2 separate regions of the Triticum aestivum genome follow, and region 1 is linked to region 2. A link is a contact called in public Hi-C data. All regions are on one chromosome and are shown on one strand. Each heading gives the region's core, a stretch centred on a gene start, on an enhancer-like site or on the middle of the called end of the contact. The rest is flanking DNA. Distances are from core to core; before and after follow the strand shown. Region 1 has its middle 11 kb from the start of LOC123089285. Region 2 has its middle 350 kb from the start of LOC123114896.

Region 1 (2,881 bases), core at 62-2,561, 530 kb after region 2:
CATAGCCAGTGATTCCTGTAGTGAATAGCTTAGTCGTTTTGCCACGTTGCAACCTGAGATAGATCATAGTTGGCCTTGTAACCTTGTTGGTGGTGCTGCATCACTACTCATTTGCCTCCTCTTTCCTTTTACTTGTTTCTTCTTTTTTGCGAAAAACGCCCAATCTATTCATCTTCAAACATGGTAGTACAACGAACACTAGAAATAATAAAAAAATTACATCTAGATCCATAGACCACCTAGCAACGACTACAAGCACTGAAACGAGCCGAAGGCATGCCGCCGTCATCACCCCTCCCTCGCAGAAGTCGGGCAAACCTTGTTGTAGTGGACAGTTGGAAAGTTGTCGTGCTAAGGCCTCATAGGACTAGCGCACCAGAACAGCAACCGCTACCGTTGAAGAGTAGAATAGATCGGAAAGATCCAACCTGAAGATCCACGAACGTAGACAAACTATGAAAAGATCCAAGCAAATCCACCAAAGACAGATCCACCGGAGACACATCTCCACACACCCACCAACGATGCTAGATGCACCACCAAAATAGGGACTAGGCACGAAGAACCTTACTGCATCTACAGAAAGCCACTGCCATCTTGTCTTCCAGAGAAGGACACATACCCTAATAAAACTTGAAGGAACATCTACGGACGTAGCCCTCCCACCGGCAAGGCCGGGATCCACCGCGCCATCATGACCCTAATGCAACCGAAGATGAGATGGACCGGCGGCGGAGCCAGCGGAAGACAGAGGCAACCTAGCCTTTTTTTTCTTTTACTTGTTTCTTCATTTGTAAGGTTCTTATCCTTAAGGCCGGGCGCTAACCTTTTCTCTAAAAAGGTTGTAGCATGCGTGTGTGTGCAGTTTTTCAGTCAGCGCACACATTCCCTCTCTTGATCGTGGCTAACTCACAATCGCCATCATGGCCTCGTGCCCTTTGTACTCCCTGTATAATTATACACAAGAATTTGGCTCGTTTGGTTGGCTGGGTCGCATCCATATGTTGGTCCGCATGGAATTTAAAGCACTCTCCAGCCATGCCCGCTATAAACGGTCGAATCGGCAGTTTTTAATGAGCCAGGCTGAGTCGAGCCACCTCGAGTGCATGTGATGGGTCCTCTTGCACGAGTGCATGTGGCCCACTATAGAGCATGTACGTTGTTTCTTCTTCCACCTCCAGTAAGCTCCTTCTCTAATCTCCTTTGTTCCGTTCCTTCTAATCTACACAGCGGTGCTTCGATTCGAAGTAAACTTTACACAGAAAAGATGCACATTAATGTTATGGTTCCAATTTTGTGATCAGTTCGTAGTTTCCTCGACCATAAATGTTTAATTTCGTGTTCATATTTGCAGCTATTTTGGGCAAATTTTGTCAAATTCGTCTCGCACGGTCGACCGCTTGAAATTTCCTTAGACCAGTAGCTTCATCTTGTAGTTTCACACGACTTCCGTGTTGCAAAATTTTTGTTTCAACGATAGTAGACGAGTAGATCTAATCTCTTTCTTCTAGAACGTACAAATGCATATGTGTGATCTGTGTTAATGACACTCCTTAGTCCGAGTCTTCTCTCCCATGTCCTGCTACAGTGGCGTCACTGTCGGTGTTGTTCCTCTCGGTCTCCTCTCCCGCGTGATGTTGCAGTAGCGCCACCACCGACGTCGTTCCTCTCAACCTCCTCTCCCGCGTCCTACTGCACTCGGGCGGTCGTCGTTCCTCTCTGTCTTCTCTCCCGTGTCCTACTACACTCGAGCGGTCGTCATTCCTCTCTGTTTTCTCTCCCACGTCCTGCTACACTAAGCCATCGCCGAAGTCATTCCTCTCGATCTCCTAGCTTGCATCTCTCCTCCATCCTTTTCTACCTCAGCGCCATGGCGTCTAGTGTTATGCATAGGTGTTAACGTTGTCAGATGGGTGCCTTGTTGTGCCCGGTGCCTCTGCCGGCGTCGTTCCTCTCGATCACCTCTTCCTCAGCCTACACTAACACCACCATCGCGAGCACACTGCTAAGAACTCTATTGTAACTCTACTGTCATGTGTAGGCGTTAACTCTTAATCACATTGCGTGTATGCAACCAAACACCGGGCACTTGCATTAGCCTAACCAATGCACACAGCAGCACGCAAAAATGCTCCCCTAATGCAGGCAACCTTATACGCATGCAACCAAACTAAATGCGGATAATGATGTTTTGCCTGCGTTAGCTCAATCACGCTCAAGTGGGACAAGTATCCAAAGTGCTAAAAAGGATGCAGGTAACCAAATGCCATAAAAGGCATGATGGTCATATTTTAGGAACTCTTCGCCCGCCTTAGATGCTTTTTTTAGACTTCACCCATCGTATACGTATACACTATAGGGGGCATTTTGTGCGAACGGGCGCACACCTCTTCCTACGAGCTGGGCCAGCCGTGTATATTTTTTTCCAGATTTTACAACCCGCAAAAAACTGCATCTCTCCTCCATCCTTTTCTGCCTCAGCGCTGTGGCGTCTAGTGTTATGCGTAGCTGTTAACCTCGTCGGATGGACGCCTTGTTGTGCGCGGCGCCCCCGCCAGCGTCGTCCTCTCGGTCACCTCTTCCTCAGCCTACACGACGCCGCCATTGCGAGCACACTGCTAAGGAACTCTACTGTAACTCTATTGTCATGTGTAGGTGTTAACTCTTAATCACATTGCGTGTATGCAACCAAATACCGGGCACTTGCATTAGCCTAGTCAATGCACGCAACAGCACGCAAAAATGCTCCCCTAATGCAGGCAACCTTATACGCATGCAACCAAACTAACTGCGGATTATGATTTTTTTTTGGCCTGCGTTAGCTCAACCAGGCTCAAGTGGGACAAGTATCCAAAGTGCTAAAAAGGATGCAGGTAACCAA
Region 2 (2,777 bases), core at 220-2,719:
AAGTTCAAGCAAAAAAAAGAAACCCCATAGAAATTCAAATGGTAAAAGTACAAGTTGTAAAATGAGAGAAGTTTAGAACATCGTTGTAAAAAAATGTTAAGTTCAAAAAAAAGAAACAAACAAAAGATTTTCTTTTTGAATAAAATATCATTCAGTTCGACGACATAAACTACGTAAGTACAGGGGCAATGCTACCGTAAACCATTGAAACTTTAAGAGGAAAACCTTACCCAAAAAACAAAGTAAAAGTTCAATCTGTGAAAACGTGCTTAGTACAAATCCATACGGAGATCAGTTCGAGTACTTTGTTTCCGGAACGAAAAAGAAAAATACGACAGGCTTCACCGTATTCAAAATTACTCTGTGAAATAATACATCAGTACAAACACACAAAAAAATCAGTACAAGTACTCTGTTTTTTGAAGGAAAAACACCATGTTGGGTCTCACCATAATCCAAATTACTCTTCAACGGCGGCAAATATGAGAAAACGTTCAACATGACTAAGTTTCGCATTTTCGATAGCTATCCAACGGTATATTATTTGCCCCATTTCGACAAACTTTTAAAAAAATCACGTTCGAAATTAAATTTAACCATATTCGAATTCGTTTTTAAACTGTAAGGAATTAGAAAAACATTTCAATACGAAAAAGTTGCGCATTTTCCATAGCTTTCCAACGCCTTATCATTTGCGTCAATTCGACAAACCGTTTGCAAAAAATCGCGAAAATACGTTTCGCCCAGAATTTCACCATTTTCCAAATTACTTTTAAATAGTATAGAATTAGAAAAAATAATACATATGCGGAAGATGCGGATTTTCACAAGCTTTCCAACGCCATCTTATTTGCTCAATTCCGACAAACTGTTTGAAAATTGTGTCCAAAATACGATTCACGTTTTCGGTTTTGAAAAAAAACGGTTTTTCCAAAACTGCTCTTAAACCATAATGATTTTGCAAAAACGTTAATATACTTGAAATATAATTGTCAAGAGCTTTCCAACAATATATTACACGCCCCATTCCGACAAAAAAATTGCAAACATTTTTTAAACTAAAGAAAACGATCTGTTAAACATAACTGGAAGTATCAGTTCAAGCCGCTCGAAAACATCAGTACAACCGCCTGAAACCGTCAGTTCAAAAAAGGTAACAGAATAATATCCTGTTACGCGTAACAGAATAGCCCAGATGTATATATATATATATAACACTATTTTGATCTTGGGATCAGAATAGTTATTCTGATCACGACGCTCCTATATATAGTGCCGATGAGATCATCCCGAACTCCCGAACCGGAAGCGGCAAAGAAAAAAAATGCAGCCCACCTTCTTGCCCCGTGCTCTATCCCACCCCGATCCGATCCACCTTCCCGCGCACGCAACCACCGGCAGCCATGGCCGCCCCTGCCCCGCCCCCATATCCGGCCGCCGCGCCGCCTCATCCCCCGGATCCGGCCGCCGGGCTACCTCCGCCCCTGGATCGGGCCGCCGGGCCGCCTCGTTCCCCTGGATCCACCCGGGGCCGATCCCGCCACCGCCAGTGACCACCAAGCACCGGCGCGGCCCTGCCGTGTACCTCTGGTACGCCGCCGCGCCTTCCCTGCCACCTAGGCTGCCCCGGCCTCGCCTAGCTTCTCTTCCGGCGACGGCGGCTTCGTCAGCAGAGGAGCCCGCCATGGCCATGGGAGACGGCGACCTCCCCGACCTCCCTGCGAGCCCTCCGGCCAATCGCTACCTCCCCACCCCATCCCGCTCGCCTCTCGACCAACCATCGCATCCCCATCCCTTCGGTCGACCTGCAGATGGGGGAGGTCTTGACCTGCAGCTCGGAGGAGTCCCGACCTGCACCTGGTCACGCACGCCTTTCTTCAGTGTATTTCCAAAAATATTGGAGGCAATTCTTCTCTCTCAGTTCAACAAAAAAATTAACAGCAGTTCCACCTATACACGCGTGGAATGAAACTTCATATGCGCGCCTGCCGCAGATCATTAACCATGTGCCCAGGTTGTCGGTCGTCCTCCCGCCAGTGCCTCACCATGCCTGGGGTTGCCCCTTCTCTAGCACGCAGCTGCCTGCTGTGTGTGCATTATGCTTTATGCGTGTGAGCATGGCCGTGTGCTTGCGCGTGGTGTGCTAGTGCGCTATGCGTTCCTTGTGTGTTGTGTATGCGTGTGGTGTGCGTGCTTGGTATCCATCCATAGGTAGTCTGTGCGATTGCTAGTGCTGCTATTGTTGATGCTTTTCCTTGGAACGAAATCATGTATTTCTTTCTCTAATTTTGCCTATTTGATCATTTGAATCATGGCTCGCTGCCCCAACGCGCCCGCTGTTGCGCTCCTCCTGCCACCTCCCGACGATGCCCGTGCCGCCAAGGACTCCCCGACGAGCGTCTCGATCCCTATTAGCTGCACCTCCTTCCTCTGAACTTTGAGTTTTGTTCAAACTAAACTTACACTGTTGTTGATTCAGGCGCATATCTATCTCTCCATTTCCAGTTTCATGTAATTACTGTGAAACGGTAATGTTCCGACGAGTGGATTTTTTTTCAGAATAGACAGTTGTGTTGTGCGCCGGGAGTGTGGTTGGTCGCTGTTGTCTCCACCAGCCGACCGTCGCGCCATGACCGTATTCTGGAAACTACGGTAGAGAATGCAGGTGCTTGTCAAAAGGGGCGGCGACGAGAAGCTAACCTTGTTTATCCCCACTAAATCATTCCCTGACTTGCTCCTTATATCTCCTGGATGAAGAAGTACAAGTACAGTACGGG

The links. Hi-C and Micro-C count contacts between places; a contact is called where the count stands out from the background.
Region 1: a Hi-C map of an unstated tissue shows a contact between it and region 2, with 9 times the contacts expected there. The contact joins two enhancer-like sites. A contact is called at or near these places in 3 of 5 Hi-C or Micro-C datasets (leaf, root and an unstated tissue).

Annotation. Positions count from the first base shown.
Region 1 is chr1B:186,983,715-186,986,595 of IWGSC CS RefSeq v2.1, forward strand. No RefSeq gene overlaps it. Among protein-coding and RNA genes, the nearest start is that of LOC123089285, 11 kb to the right of the region's middle. Within about 2 kb of position 1,312, at least 1 of the 8 cell types and tissues checked has an H3K27ac peak or open chromatin away from gene starts, as enhancers often do.
Region 2 is chr1B:186,450,477-186,453,253 of IWGSC CS RefSeq v2.1, forward strand. No RefSeq gene overlaps it. Among protein-coding and RNA genes, the nearest start is that of LOC123114896, 350 kb to the left of the region's middle. Within about 2 kb of position 1,470, at least 2 of the 8 cell types and tissues checked have an H3K27ac peak or open chromatin away from gene starts, as enhancers often do.